Regions from separate parts of the Mus musculus genome. Here all the other regions are linked to region 7. A link is a contact called in public HiCAR-type, HiChIP or PLAC-seq and promoter capture Hi-C data. All regions are on one chromosome and are shown on one strand. The core of a region is the stretch at or near the end of the contact, and the rest is flanking DNA. Distances in the headings are between cores, read along the strand shown. Region 1 holds the start of Il17re (interleukin 17 receptor E). Region 2 holds the start of Bms1 (BMS1, ribosome biogenesis factor). Region 3 holds the start of Tada3 (transcriptional adaptor 3). Region 4 holds the start of Zfp9 (zinc finger protein 9). Region 5 holds the start of Cidec (cell death-inducing DFFA-like effector c). Region 6 holds the start of Thumpd3 (THUMP domain containing 3). Region 7 holds the start of Rpl32 (ribosomal protein L32).

Region 1 (2,700 bases), core at 163-2,662, 2.3 Mb before region 7:
AGTTCCGATTCACAGCACCCACAATGCCGGGCCCTGGCAGAATGTAGCTGTAGCTCCAGCACTGAGTAGAGAAGACAGGTGCGTCCCAGGAGCTTGCTAGTCCACCAGCCTCGCTGCAACCGCAAGCGAAGAGCCAGGTTCAGTGACAGGTCCTGTCTCAAAACAAGTCGGACACCAAGCAGGGACCAATTCATTTCATGAATGCAAAAGCAAGAGGAGACTTTCAGAGTAATAGGTAAATTGGAGGCTGCAGATATGAGCCAGTAGATTTAGGACTGCCTCTGGTGTCAGCCTCTGGCCTCCGCATGAACCTGCATGGACAAGCACACCTGCCCACCTAAATGCCCACCATGACACACACGCACACCTAAGTTTTTAAAAAAATTTAATTTTAAAACAGAGACAAGGAGGACAATGGTGGTGTGTGCCTTTAGACCCAACACCGCACTTGGGAGGCAAAGATGGATTTCTAAGTTCAAGGCCAGCCTGGTCTATAGAGTGAGTTCCAGGACAGCCAGAACTACACAGAGAAACCCTGTCCTGAGGGTGTGTGTGTGTTTGTGTGTGTGTGTGTGTGTGTGTGTGTGTGTGAGAGAGAGAGAGAGAGAGAGAGAGAGAGAGAGAGGCCCCCATGGACATGCCCTGAACTTTCCTCCCCTCGGGCATTGCCAAGGAAGGAGAGGGCTGCTGCAGCTCAAGTGCTCCATGGTAAGAGGAAACTGTAAGATGATGGGGATGGGGAGGGTCCCCACAAAGCCTGGAGCCGTGTCAGCCTTTTTCCTGCACCGGAAACCACAGGAAACCAGGTCAGTGCGTGGGGCTGCTCCCTCTGCTCCAGAGCTCGGCTGTCAGCTCTGGGGCTTCCTGAACAAGCCGTATCATTTAGTTGGTCTTCAAAGATGGAGAGCACTTTGACAGCTGGAAAGGGCTAGTGGGCACAGAGAGAAGGCTGGGCTTTAGTGGGAAGACAGCCGGGTGGGGAGCCCAAGTGCATGTGGGGTACGCAGGAGGCTTATTTGTGTTTTATAATGTTTACTCATTTTTGACTTCAGCAAATGATGCCCCAACCACTTCTTTATCGTCAGCATTCAGCGTAGACAAATGGAGAGTAACTGTTCATTTCTCAAAGAGAAGGATGTGGAACTGTCTGTGGCAGAGTATACTAATGTAATATGTGTGTCAGATCGGCAGTATTTGAGGTGCAGGAGGGGTTAAGAAATGGGTGCACCTCCACAACAAGGTGCAGGTCCCTTTCCTGTTAACTGTGCCACACCAAGAGCCTCCTGTGACTCCAGGGCAGTAAGGCTTTTTACAGAGCAAGCAAGTGTTCCTCAGTGCCCTGGCTCAGGAGAAGGAATGTGACCAAGCCTGCTGGTTAGGATCAAGGAGGAGCTTCGGGGCAGGGTGGATCTAGGGCAGGGTTAGGTGAGAGCGCCTGCTGGTACTGTGTGCTTCTCACAGCTCCAGGGCCAGGCCCTGCTGCCCTCTTGCAGACAGGAAAGACATGGTCTCTGCGCCCGGATCCTACAGAAGCTCATGGGGAGCCCCAGACTGGCAGCCTTGCTCCTGTCTCTCCCGCTACTGCTCATCGGCCTCGCTGTGTCTGCTCGGGTTGCCTGCCCCTGCCTGCGGAGTTGGACCAGCCACTGTCTCCTGGCCTACCGTGTGGTAAGGTCCTGCTGCCAAGTGAAGGGGCACTTGCTTGGCACAGACTAGAACCCCTCTTTCTCTTGCCTGCCCTTTCCTACCTCTGAAATCCTGGGCTCTTAGTGGCAGCCTCAGTGTGTCCTCTATGTGGTCTTGAAGGGATGGCTAAGGTTCTGGTGAGCAGAGGTCCTAGGCAGGGTGGGACTGAGAGAAAAACAGCTGGATGGATGGACTGAGCTGAGGGTCTCAGACCCAGATGGTTGGATGCAGAGTGCAGGGAGAATGCACCTTATGCGACTCCCTTCTAATGACTCCTCTCTCCTTTCTTTTCCCTTCTGGGCCCTGTATCTTCAGGATAAACGTTTTGCTGGTAAGTCTTATTTCCTGTCCTGCTCCTCTTCCCTGGGCTCCCCAGTGGTCCAGGACCCAGAGAGCCATCCTTGGCAGTTTTGGTTCCCAACCCAAGGAGTCTGCTATCAGTAAGAAAGTGCAGGACTAGTCTAGATTCCTCAGATTCTATAAATCCTTAGGCAGAGCTCTTCACTCCTCTATCTGACCTTGGCTTCTGAGCACCAGAGTGGAGGAGAAATGACTAGAAGATGAGGGCCGTGTTGCTTCCTGCCAATGGGGAAGATAAAATGAGCAACATGGTTAATCTCCAGGCATCCACCCAAGTGGCTCTTCCTATCACTGGCCCCTCACTCTATCAGGAACAATACTCTTTTATACTTTATGATACATTCAACTTTACCAAGCTTTCCCAGATGCATTGCATTACTTAAGACTCTTGATGAATGAGCAGTCTGGCACCTGGGTCTAATAACTTTCTCAAGATCATACTCAAAAGATTTATCAAAGCTCAGCCCTAAATTCAGTTGGAAGGAGGTAAGAGGGACCTCCTTAGACCCAACTGTTTCTCTTTTTGTTTTTGTTTTGAGACAGGGTCTCACTATGTAATACCAAAGCTTCCATCCTTTAATCCTCCTGTCTCAGCCTAAGCAATGGGCTTACAGCCATGTGTCTCTATGCTGACTTTCCTTTCTCTGACACAGG
Region 2 (2,802 bases), core at 35-2,534, 2.6 Mb after region 7:
TGTGATCTAAATTGTGTAAATTCTTCTTCTTGGACAAGAAAGAAAGAAGGACAGAAAGAAAGAAAACAAAGAAAAAAGTGGGGAAAGGCAAAGGGCAGGTGTTAGAGGGAAAATGTTTCTTTGACAGAGCTCTGACATTTTAGGAAAAGCCATACGGCATGCCTACTATGGCATGCCTACGTCCTTCAGACCTGAGTTAAGACTCACAAGGCAAATGCCATCTGGGAGAGGCTCCCAGTACTTAAGGGAAGACCCACTAACCCCAGGTAAACACACCTGTGAAAGGACCTCGCCATCCGCACAGCTGACTGCACTGCGAAAGCTTTGGGGTTTCTCTTCCGGGCATCCTCTTCATCTCCAAGCTGTAGGTCTTGCAGGTGCCGTTTCTTTTTCTTCTCAGCTTTAGGCCCACTGTGCTTCTTCCTATGTTTCTTGTGGTCCTTGGTCTCCATGGTGGCTATTTATCTACTACAAATAAGTCTTACCTACACGGAACAGGGAGGACGGTGGTGGTAATCAATTATAATCAGGGTAACACAGGAGGGCAGTAATTTAATTTACTTAAGTGCTGATGTATTTGTTCATTGAATGGAGGTAGAAAATGTTTAGCCAGTATCTTCAAATTCACGTCCCTTTCTTACGCCATAAAGTATAAGAGTTAGCAGCACCAACACTATCCTTCTTATGTTTTATGTTGAAGCCATTTCGACAGTGCTCATTTTTTGTAATGACAGAAATACATCCTACCTGCTGTTCTCAGTACAGAAGCCTTGTGAACTACACGTGGTTACAGAGAATTTCAAGCGTACCTTCGGAAACTGAAAACTATCTTAAGTTTAAATTAATTTTAAACTTAGTCGCACGTGACTAGTGCCTACTATTCTAGGTAGCTTAGGCTGAAGTGTCCTTTTAACTTAAAACGAAAACAAACATACAAGTTTAAGACATCCGAACAGTGCTGAGCAGACTCGCCTCTCAGCTCCTGGAGGAAGCACATTTTCCCCTCCCGGTGATCTATTTTTGCTGGGAGAAGAACACGCAGCCGAGCTGGGCAGGAGCCCTCCCTGCTCGAGTGACCCGCTCCCCATCCAGCACTGCACGAACCCACGCCCTCCACACTCCCGGGAGCACCTCTCCGGCGGCCGAGAAACTTGCCTTCCAGCCCAGACGCAGCCTGGGAGCAGCCTGTCGGGAGGTCGAGGACCGACCGAACCGGGAAGCCGACGGGGCTCGCGAAAGCACTCGGACTCACGGCAGCAACCGCTCCAGCCCGCAAGCACGACGCCGGAAGCGGAAACTGTCCTTCTGCTTGTACCCGTCGGAGGGAAACGAGCAAAGAAGAGGGGAAAAAAAGGAACCCGTGGACGGACGACTTTCAGGGGAAAGCCGGAAGTAAGCTCTGGGTTGGCTGAGGGTTGCGCAAGCGCACTTTCAGATTTCGCACGGACTGCCCTCTCCTTCGGGTCCCAGCCACTCTGAGAGTCGGGCTCTCAGCCAGCGCGACCTGGCTTCAGAGGATCCGCGCGGCGCTGGGCCCTGGCCCGCTTATTTGAGTAGCAGAGGAACGCTGGAAGGACGCCCGAGTCATCGCCAGTCCCAACTTGAAAGCTGTGAATTCCGCCGCCCCATCCGCTAGGCTACCGCTCCCTGTCACCGCTGCCAGAGCTGTCCTCACGGGTTTTCAGCGCTCTGCTGCCCTCTTGTGCCAGGACCGACGGGCTGAGGGCAGGGTGCTCCTCTGTGCTCCTGGAGAGGGCGTTTTCTTCAGAAAACGTCTTAGCTTGCCATTTTGTGTGCATGTGTGGCTATGTGTGTCGTGTGTCTTGTGTCTCTGTGCTCAGCCTTGCATCCCCAGGACTCAGTCCAGTCCTGGGGAATAGCCCTCAAACCCCCAGTCCCGGTTATTTGCTACAGTTATGCTGGACTCAAAACTGAGCTCATCTCAAGGAGAATAAGAAGTAGGGTTTTTTCCTTGCGCCAAATAAGAGTGACTGCGGCCTGGGAATACGGATTCAGGTTCCCACAAAATAGCATGTTCATGCAAAACACAGCTCTCACCTCAATGAGCCAAGAACATGGGTTCAGTTGCCTCAAAGTCTCCCATTTTGTACCTTTTAATAGCACACCAACACAAAACAGCTCTAAAGGTTCATATGGAAATTATGAAACAAAATCAAAGGTTTAGCAAATGATAGTTTGTGAGGTTGGCCCTCCTATTTCTCTCTCCCCATCCTTTGACTATCATTCCAGTGACCATCATTCTAGCCTTTCTGCACATTCCAGAGCAACGCCCCAATTTCTGCAGGAAGTAGTTATAGAAAAGACTACATTGCCCTTTATCATCAACAAAAGGATTGGAATGTAAGATCGCAAACTGAGGACAAATGGCTGACAGAGGTGTCTATTGAACAAGTCAAACAGCCCTCAGTCCCAACCTGTGACAGGGTCATCCTGCCTGGCAACTATCCCCCTAGCTGAACCACCAAATGAGGCCTATGAGAAATTTCTCATACAGTCCAACGCTGGAAGAACTCAGGGCAGACACCATAGTGCTTGCTAACTCACTCATTAGGCTTATGCTTGCCTTATTTTCTTACATAGCACAGTATCACTTGCCCAGGGAATGGTGGTACCCATAGTGGGCCTGGCTATCCTAAATCAATTAATAATCAAGTCCAGCCCTCCAGTCATACCTATAAGCCAATCAGATTTATGCAATTCCTTAACTGAGACTTTCTTATTGGACCATCATATGACTCTGGACTGTGTCAAGTTGACATTGAGAGGTAACTAGACAACTAG
Region 3 (2,807 bases), core at 289-2,788, 2.4 Mb before region 7:
GGCTGGCCTTCAATTCAGAGATCACCTGCCTCTACTGGGATTAAAGGCGTGTGCCACCACTGCCTGGTTTCTTTCTTTTGACAAAGAAAGGAAAAAGACTCCAGAAGAGTATGTACACATGCCTAGACTCCTAACTGCAATTTATTGTCTTTTTTTGTTTTGGTAGCACTGAAGGGTCTCACACATCTCCAGACCCTACCTCACCCCCATTTTGGGGTGGGGGAGACAAAAATCTCATTATGTAGTCTTGAGTGGCCTGATACTCATTTGCTACATAGATCAGGATTCATAGAGCTCCCCCTCCCGACCCCCACCCCAGAAAGCACCTGCCTCTGAGTGCTGGGATAAAGATATGCACTCAGGTTGGTCTCAAACTAGCTATGTAGCCAAGGTTTTGTCTCCACCTCCCAAGAGATGGAATTTTAGGCATGTACCACACCTGATTTATACAAGCGCTTGTTCATTCTAGGCACAAATTCTCCAAACTTAATTATGTTACAGTTACATCCAGCCCCCCCCCCCTTTCATGAATTCCAGGCCTTGAACTTATGATCCACCTGCTTTAGCCTCCCAAGTCACTAGGTGTACAAACCTGCATGATTAGGCCGGCCTCCTAGTTGCAATTTGAACCGCAGAAGTCTGGAATCTGCAGCATTAAGGAAGAGGAGATACTAGTGTGCCCTGTCTTCCTATGTCCTCTGTTTCCCTACGTTGGGTCGTTTCTAGCATTCTATTTGACAGGGTTCTCCCTGCCTCCTCTTGTCTCACTCCATTCCACCTCTGCACCTTCTCTGTGTCCCTGGCTAGTTTGGAACACAGGCTGGTCAGGTGAACAGAACTAAGTTCCAGCCCATTTTCTTATGTGCGTTTCTAAACATGTTATTTAACCTGAATCTCCGGTTTTTGTTTGTTTGTTTGTTTGTTTTTCTTTTTTCCAGGACAAAAGATGATGCCTCAGTCTATTTCCCCATTAAGAAGTATAAATCTGTAAAATGGGGGCATCGAGAATTACCTACCTCCCTGGAATGTTCTGAGGATTAAGAGGTGATGCTCGTCAAGTGCCCAGTTCAGTGCCTGGCACAGAAGTGGGACTGCTTAATGGCTGGCTCCACCTGTGTGTCGCCCCAAGATCCCGCCTCCAGGGTCCTCGTCCTCTAGGGAGCCCCTAACACAACCCCCGCCTCTCCTACCTCCTCTCTGCGGCCTCCTACAGGCCCTGGGCCGCAGGAGGGGGCGGGGAGTTCAGGGCGATCGGAGCAACTGCTCCGGAACTGGCTATGGGCGGGCCCCCTGCAGTTGACGCGAGGGCGGGGACGGCCAGCCCAAGGTGGCCTGTAGGGCCGGGGTGGGGGTGGGGGTCTAAGGCCACCTACGAATCTCCGGGAGGTGGAATGCTAGGCCTGAGGAGTCCCGGGCTAGGAAGCAGCCCGGGGCTGGGGTGGGGCCCAGAGCCCAAATCTCAAGGGACTGGCTACCCGGCCGAACCCTACGGTTGCAAATGGGAGGAGCCCGGAGAGGATAGGGGAGCACCACCGGAAGAAACGTTTCTCCGGTTCGGCCTGTCCTAATTTGGTGCCCAACCTGAGGTCGGGCTGTACTATTGTCACACGGGGGGAGGCTACAACCAAAGCGACAAGCACTAAAGGCGCTGGCGGAATATGTGTAGCGATCCAAGGGGACTCGACCGCTACTGTCTCATAGCAGGTCTTCTACAAGTCCCAGAGGTCCCAGTGTGAAATCGCCCCGGAGATCTGAATATCTCTCGGCTCTCCCTCCCCGGTCCTACCCGAGATGGTCCAGCCCGGAAGTGCTGTCGGAGACTGCGGCTGCGCCTCTCTCGAAAGGGCAGGCGTCGCGGGTCCGGGCACTTCCGCACTTCCGCTTTCCGGCCCAGACAGCGCCCGCGATGGTGAGAGACCAGGGGTTGGGGTCCTCCCTGTGTTTTGCCTGTAGAGGCTGTGGGTCTGGGGGAGATGCTGCTTGCCGCTAGGGCTTGCGGCCCGAGGTTGCCCCGGGATGAGGAGGCACGGGGAGGATGGAGAGGCAAAGGGTGGGGCGAGGGCCGAGGCGAGGAGGAAGGGGCGAGCCAGGAGGCTCTCTGAGCAAGAGCAGGCCCGGAAGCTTCCAGGTTGGGAATCCCGGGCTAGAATGACCTCTCCCCGATGTTCGGAGGGGGCAGGAGACCGGGCTGCGAAGCCCGTGGTGGTGGCTTGCAGCTGAGGTAGGACCGCTCTGCGGGGCCTCCTCTCCGTCCACGGTAGAGGTTGGCTAAGTACAACCCCCTGTCCCTGCCTGCCTTCGCGGTCTCACGGGACCTCGAGGCAAGTGTCCACTTCATCTTCTTACTTCTTGGCGCTTCCTGGAAGCCTTGCCTTCCAGCTCCCAATGAAGGTTCTGTGTTGCTTGCCTGCATTCAGACTCCTTCCTAGATGTGCAGAACCGTGTTGACCTTAACGTGTGTAAATGTTGATGGCCGCTGGTCCTCCTCTTTCATGCTCGGGTTTGGGATCTGTGGGTGCTCCGTGCAGTTGTTCTCCGAAAGGTCCCAGGCTTCCCACTACTTTCTCTGGTCAGCCCTTGACGACCTGAGTTCTAAAGGCTGGACTGCTTGTTGCACGCCCGGGAATGCTCTCAGGGAAGAGACTTTGAAATTAGACCCTCTTTTTCAAAAGTCACTTTTTAAAGCTTGCTCCAGTGTTAGTCCTAACTGGTTTCATTCCTTAGCGTGAAAGCCATTTCCTGCTGACTGAGTTTTGACTTTGCGTTTTTAAGCATTCAAGTTTATTGTACAATTTCTTCAAGCCACT
Region 4 (2,700 bases), core at 96-2,595, 2.7 Mb after region 7:
TTGGGACTTAGTTTCAATGCTATTATTCTTAAAGTGAAAGGAATTAAATCATGGTGAATAACCCTCTGTGCAGCCTCCGGTCAAGCCTTGACAGCCACACAACAGGTTTAGATCCCTGTAATTGACTGGCCTCTCAAAACAGGCTGAAACAGGGGGGTGGGGTGAAATTAAATTACATCTTAATGAACTGTTGCATGGCTGCCAAATCTAGCTTTGAAACAAATGAAGCTTTGAAACAAAATTACCTTCAAAAATAGCAATTTGAAGCCACATGGAGTGAGGCACACTTCTAGCCCCAGCACTGTAAAGGCCGAGGCAGGCAGATAGCAAGATTAAGGCTGGTTTAAGCTATAGAACGAGAGCTAGACCAGCTTGGACTACATAGTGAGACATTATTTCAAATAAATACATAAATAAAGTCATTAATTAATTAGACAACAGTTTTAGTACCATATTCCCTAAAAAGGTATATCGTGTATATAGATTAAAAACAAAAACAAACAAACAAAAAACCAAATGCTTAATTCCAGTCAGCCGGGTGCATACCAAAGGCCTAATGTATAAGGCCAGATACAAATGCGCCAATCATCAGCCTTAGGAAATCTCCTTCGTAACAGAGAACACAAATGAACAACAGTTCTCATCTTTTAGATCTGTCTCTGCTGGACGGGGTGGCACACACCTGTAAACCCAGCATCCTGGAGGCTGAGGCAGGAGTTTCAACAGCTCCAAACTAGTCTGGAGCTCCAAGGCCAGATCGACACCCCACCCCCAATCTGTTTTACTTCTATTCCCTTAGAGGGTGAGTGTATATAATTCCCAGATTCTCAGGAAAATTTAATACTGAAAGACCTTTTTTTAAAAAGCAATACTGTACTTCCAAATAACTGTTCAACAGTCTAACAAAGGATAGCTGAGGGATATGGGGAGGGAGAGCCTTAATTAATCTCTCACACTAAGGGATCCAGAGGAGGCTGGAGGAGTTTTAGGAATAGAAGACTCCAGGTATGATCAAGTATGCTTCAAGGCTGTGTCCTCAGCGGCTGCACGGAAAGCAGACGCAGACAGGACTGCGTGGAAGAGACAAGCCCGGCAGAGTTAAACAATAGAGGATTACGACCACCCGCAGGTACTGGGTAAACCAAACAGCCTCTGTGAACAGCTTTGAGGGGCCCAGATGAAAGGACCTGGCTCTGCTGGAAAAGCAGCAGCCCGCCCTGCTTGTTCCACAGCACTCTGCAAGACTGCCCTGCTCCGTGCGCCCTGAGCGATTCTCACCTCGGTGACAGCGGCCTCCGCTGCAGATGCCCGGGGATGGCTGAGAAGCGGGAGGACGCCGACGTGGCGGGAGGACAAGGCGAGTGGGTGCCACGTCACCCGGGCGGTGGCTCAGACCCGCCTGCCTCCCGCTGATGTCCCCTCCTCTCCCCTCCCCTTCCCTCCCCTCCCCTCCCCTCCTCAGCCCGCCCAGCGCGCTCCTCCCGCCGCCGCCCCACAGGATCGCGTGCTCGCTCGCCCGCCCGCCCGCCGCAATCGGAGAACCCCTCAAATCGGGGGATGCCGCGGGGCTCGGTGTCCCCCGCAAGACGAAGGACAAAAGTTCCTCAGCTGACAGGCGAGGGCTCTGCCCATGCGCCTAACGGCCCTCCTTTCTGGACTACGCTTTCCAGAAGCCTCCGCGATGACTCCGTGTGTGATCACGTTATGAAGTTTGGCTCTGAGTACCTCACTGTTGAGCGCTGCGCTGCTTCCCTAAGGCCTGATCTTTAAGGGGATGATTGAACAAGCAATGGGCACCCTGCGGAGTTAGACAGAAGGCCGTCAGAGGGTGCGCAGTGTGTACGGTGGGGTAGCTTAAATACTTGAAGTTTACATCCAAGGAGCTTGCAATTTTGTCTTAGGATTACTACCTTTCAAAACTATGTAAACGATAACACGAAACGCGAGAAACTAAAAAAATATGTACAGTATATATAAACCAAAAGAATACACCAAGTAAAGTGCCCTACATGTTAGTCCCCGCCTCCCCCTGGCCAAATTTTTAAAGTTGTATCCTACCGATGCAGAATGCCATTCTTATCCTCTCACTAAGAACGATGTCCTGAATATGTAAAACAACTTGTATATGTCCTTGGCCATAACTTTAGTCCGCACTGTACTAACCTTAGAAATATGGAAATATTACATTCTTCATACGAAAGTTACAATTTTTACACATAAATGTATACATATAGCATATATGGTGCCAGAGCTTTTAAGATCAACGACTGAGCCCCGGGCAGCCATAAGGACTCAGACTCATTGACTGGTCCTCAAAAGGCCAACTTAAGAGACAAGGGGACCAAACAGCCTGCAAGGTTCAGGATAAAGGTATTGTTGGCACAGAAACACAGCTCTTGCCTCTAAGGGGATAACTCTAAGGGGTTATTGTGAACTGAACATAATGATGGTCCTGGAACATAGACTTAGGGCACCCCAAATTTCCTTTTCCAACGTGCAAGCTGCTTCCCGGGGCTGTTTTATTTTGTGTATATGGGTTTGGGCCTGCATGTCTGTGTATCATGTGGGAGACATGCATGATGAAGCCAGAAGGGGGCATCTGATCCCTTGGAACTGGAGTGACGATCAGTCGTGAGCCATAATGTGGCACTGGGAAATGAACCCCTGGTCCTCTGGAAGTGGACCCAGCACTCGTCACCT
Region 5 (2,700 bases), core at 190-2,689, 2.4 Mb before region 7:
CACACACAGCCACAGCCAGCCCCTAAATGGCTTTTATACCCATTAAAAGTTTAAGAAGTTCTAACTGATGGCTCCTTGGTTTCCCCCTTCCTTTCTGTTCCTGGCTCCCCTCACCTGGACAGCGACCTGGGGTACAGGAGGCTGAGAGACTTCATGGCGTAGTCCATCCTTGTCAGTTGGATTGTGTTGGACCTAGAACACAGGCAGAAGCTTATCTGGTTAGCGAGAAGGGAGGGGTCCTTCTCTTTCTTTCTTTGACCCAATGCGCCCCAACCGCCACGCAGCAACCCTCTGCCCCAGTCTCTCATCTGACCACCCATTTCCCCGGAGTCCACAGTAACTACGACTGAGCCAGCGTCCACCACCCCCACCCACTCCCCAGCTGCTCCCCAGCCTCAGCCTCACTCACTCCATTGTTTCTCCGACCCAAGCTGTGGTCACACTGAGTGGAGAAGCTGAAGTCAGTGCTAAAGAGGCCCGCACTGATTTGTCCCTGTCTCAGGGGACAGAGTCCGCTTCACGCTGGCAGGAGGTGAGTCACACCTCCTGGTGCTGTGAGGGACCTGAAAGTCACCTATAGTCCAGAAACTCCACGGGCAGCCAGACGGTGGAGCCTGCTTTGCCCCATGGGCCCTTGAGCAATAGAGCCCTCCTGAGGTTTAGTGCTGGCCAAGAGAACGTTTCTACTGAAGACCATCTAGGTTTGTGCTCTCCAGTACCATAGCTGCTACCCACACTGAGCCCTTGGCAACATGACTGATGTGACAAAGGAGCTGACTCTGCACTTCTATGGAGCCTTAACTAATTTAGGTAACTACTATGGTTTGTAACTCAAGGTATCAGTCTGGGCATCCCAGCTCTGGTTGGGGTGGTATTGGGCTCACATGCCTGTTTTCCTCCCTGTAGTGCTGTTCTCTGGTTCTTGCCTGCTGGGGCTGTAAGGCCCTGCACAGCCAGTCTCTTTACCTGTGGTACAGCTTGTGTCATACTCAGGACTCCACACAGGCCACCTAGAAGTCCCAGGTTCCCCGTTGCCGCCTCAGGAAAACCTTCCCCAATAACTGGCAGAAGGACCCTCCATCCTGCCCACCCCCTGTCCATGTCTCTGAAGCTCCTGTGTCCTTGATGCCTCTGTTTTCAGCCCTTAGCACAAGGAGCAGAGAAGAACCCAGGAGTGGGCAGGGGACAGAACTGCGACCTCAGCCATGACAAAGCAGTCAAAGTACTCTTCGATTCTGATTAACGCAGGTTCTCCTTGGGTCACCCCTATAGAGTCCCCTCACCACAACCCAACACTACCCAAGCATACTTGTTCCAACCATGTCCCTTATATACCCACCACGGCAATCCCCCACCATCTGCTCTCTAGTAGCCATATACCCCAGCTCCTCACCTCCCCCTCACCTCCCAGCCTCCTGGCAATACCGCGTGGCCAGGCACAGCCCAGGCTTCCCTCCATTTTATTTCTGTCTCCTGTGAAGCCACTCCCCTAGCCCCCAGCCCCAGCTGGGGAAAAGAGCATGGGGAATGAGTTCGAAACTTTCCCCTAGGGATTTTAAGTCAGACTGGCTTCCAGAAGGCCCTGAAACGGGGAAGAAGGCATGTTTCGAAAGCTTTAGAAGAGGTACTGCCCATGGCACTAGGCAAGAGGGCACAGAAGCAATGGATGTGGCTTATGGTCTGAGTTCCGCCCCCACACAGGCTGTCTGTGCTCACACGAGCTGCCTTTTGTTCTCCCCTCTGTGTCAGGAGTAACGTTCATGTTGAAGTCAGGTATGGTGGCTCAGAGCTGTCATCATGATACTTGGTAGGCTGTGGCGTGAGAAGGGCCATGAGTTGAAAACTCTCATGCTATAGAGTTGGCCCTGTCTCACAACCCAAAAACACACATAATAAACATTTGTGCTGGGCAGTGGTGGTGCATGCCTTTAATCCCAGCACTTGGGAGGCAGAAGCAGGCAGATTTCTGAGTTTGAAGCCAGCCCGATCTACAGAGTGAGTTCCAGAACAGCCAGGGCTACACAGAGAAACCCTGTCTTGAAAAAAAAACAAAACAAAACAAAAACTAATACAAATAAAAATAGAAAAACATTTGTAACTTAGGTGCTCAGTGGATAAAAGTGATTGTTGTTGCTAATATGCTATATGTAATAAATAAAATCAGCAATTATGACAAGGTGAAATGTGTAATATCAAAATAAAAATATCTTGTTAAGAGAGGTAGCTCATGCCTGTAATGCCTACAACCCCAGCACTTGGGAAGCCAAGACAGGAAGACTGCTATAGATGAAGCTAGCCTGGGCTACAGAGTGGCAACCTGGCATGAAAAAGGGGGTGGGAAATCACAAAAGTTGGGTATAATGAAATATATGACTCAAGAGACAGAAAGATAATCTCTAATTCAAGACAAGCCTGAGCTATAAAGTCTCAAAAAAAAAAAAAAGAGTATAAAATCTATAATCATTTGTTACAGATACTACTACTAAGAAAAATAAAATTTAGGCCAGCAAGATGACCCATTGAGTCAACACACACACACACACACACACACACACACACACACACATGTCTACATCAAAATCTCTACAAAAACATTATTCCAGGGGTTGGAGATCTGTCTCAGTGGTCAAAAGCACTGGATACCTCCATAGAGGACCCAGTTTCTATTACCAACACCCATATGGCGACTCACAATTGTTT
Region 6 (2,700 bases), core at 195-2,694, 2.8 Mb before region 7:
TCAGAGACTCAACTGCCCTTGCCTCCCAAGTGCGGGGATTAAAGATGGTAAGCCCCACCATCTGCCCCACCTCCCAAACATTTATTTATGGAGGTGAGGATCTCACGGTACACTTGTGGAAGTCAGGGGGCAACCCATGGAGTTTGTTCTCTCCTTCCACAGTGTGGGTCCTGGGGATAGAATGCAGATGGCCAGGCTTGATGGCAGACACCTTTTACATGCTGGGCCGTTTGTCAGACCCCTTTTTTATTTTTTACTAAACTACAACGCCGCTTTCTACGATACTGGCTGCTCCTAAACTCTTTGATGCATCCAAGGCAAGGATCCGGTTTTTACCTTTCTCATTGTCCGTGCTGACAAGGACAGTGTGGCTCCATGCCTCAGCTGCTGCTGCCACCACTGAAACTTTAAACAATTTTTATTATTTATTTATTTATTTATTGGTGAGGATGAGGGGAGAGGCAGAGAGAGAGATTGCAATGCAGTGTCATAATGCCCTTGGAGCCAGACTTGGCTGTCAGAGCCCCTGAAGTTACAGGTATTGAGAGCGGCCAGAGGTGGGTGGGTGCTGGGTACCAAATTTGAATTCTCTGGAAAAGCAAGCCTTAATCACTGAGCCATCTCTCCACCATCGCTCCCCCCCCCCCCCCAAAATCCGGCTGTCTCTTTCTGTTGAGTTCTAAGTTTCCTCTTTTAAAATGTTACATTTGGGGCTGGTGAGACGTCTTAGAGGGTAAAGGCTCTTGCTACCCATCCTGATTAGCTGAGCTGGATCACTGGAACCCACGTGGTGGAAGAGAAGCAACTTCTGCCAAGTTGTCCTCTGACCTCAGGTGTGGCACACAAGCTCCCTCCACACACACAGGAAATACATGTAACTAAAATATAGGAAATGTAACCTTTGGCATATATAGAGAAACATGATCTGAAAACCGCAGGCTAGGCTAGGGGCTATACTCTAGTTACAGCACAGCTTGCCGGTCCCTGCAGAATCCAAGCCGGGTATGGTGGCGCACACCTGTAGTCCTAGCATCCCGGAGGCAGAGACAGCGGATATCTGTGATTTCCAGGACAGAACGATCGACAAAACGAGCAGGCCAGTCAGGGCTACATAGTGAGACTCCAATCTCAAAAAGAAATTCCAAGTAAAGAGTGTTGTGCAAGACGGGAATGGGGGAGAAGAATCTCTTTAGCCTCGGTTTCTCTGGCTTTAAGACTGGAATCAAGTCCCAGTCTCACCCCAGTGCTCGACACTGAGGGCAGAGGAAGTAGAACAACCGAGCATCCGCTCGCTAGGAGAGCGCCCTCCGCAGTGGTTCCCTCCGGGCAGGTGACCGGCCTACCGGCCGTTCTTCCTCTTCCGGGTCAGAGTGCACCCAACTGCGCACAGCTCTCCGCGCACACTCCCCCGCCTACCCCGGAGCGTGGGAGCACCGTGCCCTCCGAGGCCTGACTTCCGTTTCCGGGCTGGCACCTCGGCTTCCGGCGGCGTGCTCGCGGTGCGGAGACCGGAAGGGTCTGTGCTTGCTGCCGGTAACTGGCCGCGGCTGGGAGTGGCCGGGTGGGTGGGACGCAGGGGAAGACGGCGGTGGCTTCGTATAGGTCGGTGCTGGGGCTGAGCGTCTGGACTCTCGCTGGGCTTCGCAGAGGGTGGGAGTGAGAGAGCCACTGCCCTTCGGTCCGAACAGCCCTTCTGCTCTCCACACTGTCCGTAGGAGTTGTGTTCACAGTGGCGAACGGTGACACGGTGGAACCGCGTTCACCTCTGTGGCCTGTTCTTGGTTGGCACAGCATTAGGGACAAGGAAGATGTTAGCTTAAGCCACGGCGCTTTTGAAAAGCTGGTGGGAGGTGTGGGCCCTCCATCACGGTAACACCACTCCAGCCCCTTCAACCTCCACAAACACTCCCACAGGACGTCTGTATTACTAGCTTCAGACATTTCCAAGGTGTCCCCAGCATGCGCGTCATTGGATCTCGGCGTCACCACATAGTAGGCTTTCAGATATTTGTAATTGTTTAGATAGTGGAAGTTGAGTTAATCTTTAATAAATTCACTGCCCACTTGTCTACATGGCGGAAAGTAGATACCTCACCCATACATTAAAAGTTTTGATCATTAGTCCAGAATTGTGTTGTTCTCGTTAAAATCTTCTGTCTTTGGGAAAGAGAGATATATTTAGTTTCCAGTTCGAAACTAGGCAGGAGTAACTTGCTTCCTGGACCCGCGAGTGTGGGAAGCAAGAATTTTTAACTCTGAACCACTACAGCCTCACATCCTGAAGTGCTAAGCTGAAAGAGCAACAGAGGAGCTTCTCTATTCATGTTAGCAAATGTAAGATGGTGCTTACCAACACAGATGAGCCTAAGCCAAGCACTGCATGCAGTGGAAACACTCTTGTCTTTTCTCCTGATGAGCCTGCATATTGCTTGTTTAGTCACGTTTCACTGCCTGTAATCCGTGCCCTTATTTATACTACAGTTTTAACTCGATAGGTACATTGAAATACAAAAAGAGATGGCATTGTTTCCCTTTTTCTTCCCTGTATTGCCTCTAGAGACTGTTGGTCCTTTTAGAAACATCTCCATCATGTCTTGTGACACTCAAGAAGCTACCAGAGAGTGCCTGGGTATGAACCTTGATGGCAACAAAGAGCCTGTGTCGCTGGTAGAAAGCGGCGTCAGAAGTGAGTCGGAGCAT
Region 7 (2,730 bases), core at 10-2,509:
AGCACTGGCTGCTCTTCCAGAGGTTCAATTCCATGCATGCATGTGCCTGGTGTGCAGACAAAACCCCAAAGATCTTTAAAATACAGGGTCAGGGTGCAGAGATGACTTAAAAGTGCCTGCTGTCAGACAAACTAAATCTGACCTGGACCCACAAGACAGGAAGGAGAGAATCAACTCCTTAAAGTGATTCTCCCTGCCCTTCAAACGCATAAATATAAAACAAAGTGTCATCTTTAAAATGAACTTTTTAAAATGCAGAGACAAGCGATAACGAGAAATGTGTGCTCAGGTCTTAACCCCCACCCCAGAACCACATACCTTAATTTTCACATATCGGTCTGACTGGTGCCTGATGAACTTCTTGGTCCTCTTTTTGACGATCTTGGGCTTCACCAGAGGCCGGAGGGCAGCCATGATGCCTTTTGACAAAAGTCAGACCCAAGTTAGTAAAGAAACTGGGAGGTGGGGCTGCGTCTCAGGCCTTCAGTGAGTAATGTTGCAGAGTGTCTTCCAATCACCAGCTACCGAGCAAACTGGGAATGGAATGGGTACCTCTGCTAGGCTTGCTCTCCCTCTTGCTTCCGAAGCTGGAAGAATACTAGCTACTCTCCAGACGCGATCCCAAGAGGTCAGTGGTTCATCTCACCCACTCCGAACCTCAAAGAACCGCAACCGATCTTACAGAACCCCAGCCAGGTCTCTCTGGTGGCGAAGGAGCGGCAAATCCCGCTCCACTAAGCTTCGTTATGTTTGAAGTGTTGCGCCCTTAAATACGCAAAGCCACCATGCACTCCTAACACGCCACCAGTCCGTCTGTCCCTCCCGGTCGTCTCAGAGCACCAACCAAAGGGTGCCTTCTCTGCTCCCCGCGCAGACAACCTGCTCCGCCGGGCTTGCGCTTCAGAAAGCATTTCTGCTCACTGGCGAGCGGCGGCAGCTCCCTGACTTAAGATTTCGGATTCGCCGCAGAAAAAGGCTGCTAACAAGCTAAGCAGAAAGCGGCGGGTGCCGTCCGAAACTCTCGGGCCGCATGGCAGCAAGCCCGCCCTGGCCGATGCCGGCCCCCGGGCAGACTCCGGAGCAGCGCCAGTGGCCAGGCCCGCGCGCGCTCGCCACTACCACGCTGGTGCGGAGGCCGCCGCCGAGGCCTCCCCACCCGGAGACGGGGTCCCGTCGAAGCCGCGGGCGGCGGATGGCCGCCGATACAGACTCACCGTAAAACAGATGGCAGCCACCTCGTAGGCAGCGCCGAGGAAGAAGGAAGAGGCGGCGGCGGCGCGCAAGGTATGATGGGACGGAGTCTTAGGTCCTGGCAGAGAAAAGGGAAGCACTTCCGGCTCTGGGTCCTCTAAAGAAAACTAAGATGTGCCTGAGAAATGATACTGAAAAAAACCCTAGTGGACTAGTGTTCTGTAGTAGACATTAACATCTTAGAGTGAACTAAAATTTATTTTTCTCTTGGGACTACTTAAGAAATTTGGGTTTTTTGTTTTTTTTTGAGCTAAGACCTGCTAGGTGGGCATTTATTTCCGCCCTAAGTGGAAGCCCAATAGCTTTTTAAATTGTTGGTTCCCGAGGGTGCCTCCTTGAGGCTGGGAGGTAGCAAAACAGAGACTCTTCGAAGATCCTTAGGCGGTTGGTTGAGCAAATGTCCTAAAACTTCCTAATATACAGATGTGCAAACCCCTGCTTATGAAGTGCTACTGAGCCTCCTCGCGACTTCTGTATGTTTAAATCTTCTCTACTTATGGTATGTACCTAATGTATTAATAAGTGATGGGTTAGCCGGGCGGTGGTGGCTCATGCCTTTAATCCCCGCACTTGGGAGGCAGAGGCAGGCGGGTTTCTGAGTTCGAGGCCAGCCTGAGCTACAGAGAGGGTTCCAGGACAGCCAGAGCTACACAGAGAAACCCTGTTTCGGAAAAAAAAAAGTGATAGGTTGATAATATTGCTAAGAAAATAGTCTATTGGCTGGGTGTGGTGGTGCACATTTTTTAATAACAGCACTTGGGAAGCAGAGGTAGGTCGAGTTTAGTCTATTTTGCTTATCTTTTGTTTTACAGATCATTGTGAAAACTCTATAATCTTAGGAGGAAATAAAACCAAACCTGAGCTGGGGAGGTGGCTTGGTGGAGCACTGTTGCTCTTTCAGAGGACTGGCATTTAGTTCCCAGGAACCAAGCGTTGCTTCACAACCTTGTTAACACCAGCCCTAGGGGATCAGATGCCCTTTTCTGTAGGCGCTACATGCATGTGGTACATACTCATACATGCAGGCAAAACACTCAATCACATAGAATAAATCTCATTTTTTAAAGATTTATGTATATGAGCACACTGTAGCTGTCTTCAGACACACCAGAAGAGGGCATCAGATCCCATTACAGATGGTTGTGAGTCACCATGTGGTTAGGAATTGAACCCAGGACCTCTGGAAGAGCAATCAGTGTTCTTAACTGCTGAGCCATCTCTCCAGGCCCCACCCCAGTCCCACCCTTTGTTTTGTTTTGTTTTGTTTTAAGACAGGGTTTCTCTGTGTAAGCCTGACTGTGGTCGAATTCACTCTGTAGACCAGGCTGGCTGGAGATCTTCCTGTCTCTGCCTCCCAAGTGCTGAGATGTAAGGTGTCACCACTGCCCAGCAGACTAAATTAAAAAATTTTCAAACTTTGTACAAACTCAGACAGAAGAGATGCCACTGGTGATCTTGACAGTGGCTCCAGGAGGTGGG

Evidence for each region. Promoter capture Hi-C pulls out the DNA fragments that hold promoters and counts their contacts. HiCAR-type assays count read pairs that join an accessible place to other places. HiChIP or PLAC-seq counts read pairs in DNA pulled down with a chosen protein or histone mark.
Region 1: a promoter capture Hi-C map of liver shows a contact between it and region 7, with 2.3 times the contacts expected there. The contact joins the promoter of Il17re here to the promoter of Rpl32 in region 7. A contact is called at or near these places in 2 of 39 promoter capture datasets (cranial neural crest and liver).
Region 2: a contact with region 7 is called in a promoter capture Hi-C map of the C10 cell line, with 7 times the contacts expected there. The contact joins the promoter of Bms1 here to the promoter of Rpl32 in region 7. A contact is called at or near these places in 3 of 39 promoter capture datasets (the C10 cell line, liver and pre-B cells) and 1 of 115 datasets of contacts at active chromatin or transcription factors (astrocytes).
Region 3: a contact with region 7 is called in a promoter capture Hi-C map of pre-B cells, with 4 times the contacts expected there. The contact joins the promoter of Tada3 here to the promoter of Rpl32 in region 7. A contact is called at or near these places in 2 of 39 promoter capture datasets (embryonic stem cells and pre-B cells) and 4 of 115 datasets of contacts at active chromatin or transcription factors (astrocytes, double positive thymocytes, embryonic stem cells and 1 more).
Region 4: a contact with region 7 is called in a HiCAR-type map of astrocytes, with 6 times the contacts expected there. The contact joins the promoter of Zfp9 here to the promoter of Rpl32 in region 7. A contact is called at or near these places in 3 of 39 promoter capture datasets (hippocampal neurons and liver) and 1 of 115 datasets of contacts at active chromatin or transcription factors (astrocytes).
Region 5: an H3K27ac HiChIP or PLAC-seq map of embryonic stem cells shows a contact between it and region 7, with 8 times the contacts expected there. The contact joins the promoter of Cidec here to the promoter of Rpl32 in region 7. A contact is called at or near these places in 1 of 39 promoter capture datasets (the 3T3-L1 cell line) and 1 of 115 datasets of contacts at active chromatin or transcription factors (embryonic stem cells).
Region 6: an H3K27ac HiChIP or PLAC-seq map of embryonic stem cells shows a contact between it and region 7, with 15 times the contacts expected there. The contact joins the promoter of Thumpd3 here to the promoter of Rpl32 in region 7. A contact is called at or near these places in 1 of 484 Hi-C or Micro-C datasets (embryonic stem cells) and 1 of 115 datasets of contacts at active chromatin or transcription factors (embryonic stem cells).

Annotation. Positions count from the first base shown.
Region 1 is chr6:113,457,359-113,460,058 of GRCm38.p6, forward strand. It overlaps Il17re (interleukin 17 receptor E), which reads left to right and starts at 1,413. Exons shown (of 15, transcript NM_145826.6): 1 at 1,413-1,668; 2 at 2,002-2,017. The coding sequence starts at 1,537.
Region 2 is chr6:118,418,133-118,420,934 of GRCm38.p6, forward strand. It overlaps Bms1 (BMS1, ribosome biogenesis factor), which reads right to left and starts at 1,285. Exons shown (of 23, transcript NM_194339.1): 1 at 1,156-1,285; 2 at 277-485. The coding sequence starts at 452.
Region 3 is chr6:113,376,300-113,379,106 of GRCm38.p6, forward strand. It overlaps Tada3 (transcriptional adaptor 3), which reads right to left and starts at 1,539. Exons shown (of 10, transcript NM_001372392.1): 1 at 1,017-1,539; 2 at 593-646. The coding sequence starts at 598. It overlaps Arpc4 (actin related protein 2/3 complex, subunit 4), which reads left to right and starts at 1,814. Exons shown (of 6, transcript NM_026552.3): 1 at 1,814-1,909. The coding sequence starts at 1,907.
Region 4 is chr6:118,477,928-118,480,627 of GRCm38.p6, forward strand. It overlaps Zfp9 (zinc finger protein 9), which reads right to left and starts at 1,346. Exons shown (of 6, transcript NM_011763.2): 1 at 1,279-1,346.
Region 5 is chr6:113,434,321-113,437,020 of GRCm38.p6, forward strand. It overlaps Cidec (cell death-inducing DFFA-like effector c), which reads right to left and starts at 1,440. Exons shown (of 6, transcript NM_001301295.1): 1 at 1,394-1,440; 2 at 115-192. The coding sequence starts at 167. Gm52871 (a long non-coding RNA gene) reads left to right here and starts at 185. Exons shown (of 2, transcript XR_003956347.1): 1 at 185-810.
Region 6 is chr6:113,044,858-113,047,557 of GRCm38.p6, forward strand. Thumpd3 (THUMP domain containing 3) reads left to right here and starts at 1,445. Exons shown (of 10, transcript NM_008188.3): 1 at 1,445-1,533; 2 at 2,558-2,700. The coding sequence starts at 2,590. It overlaps Gm43868 (predicted gene, 43868), which reads right to left and starts at 1,314. Exons shown (of 1, transcript NR_164179.1): 1 at 1-1,314.
Region 7 is chr6:115,807,484-115,810,213 of GRCm38.p6, forward strand. Rpl32 (ribosomal protein L32) reads right to left here and starts at 1,260. Exons shown (of 4, transcript NM_172086.2): 1 at 1,215-1,260; 2 at 319-419. The coding sequence starts at 414. It overlaps Snora7a (small nucleolar RNA, H/ACA box 7A), which reads right to left and starts at 620; the gene lies at 492-620.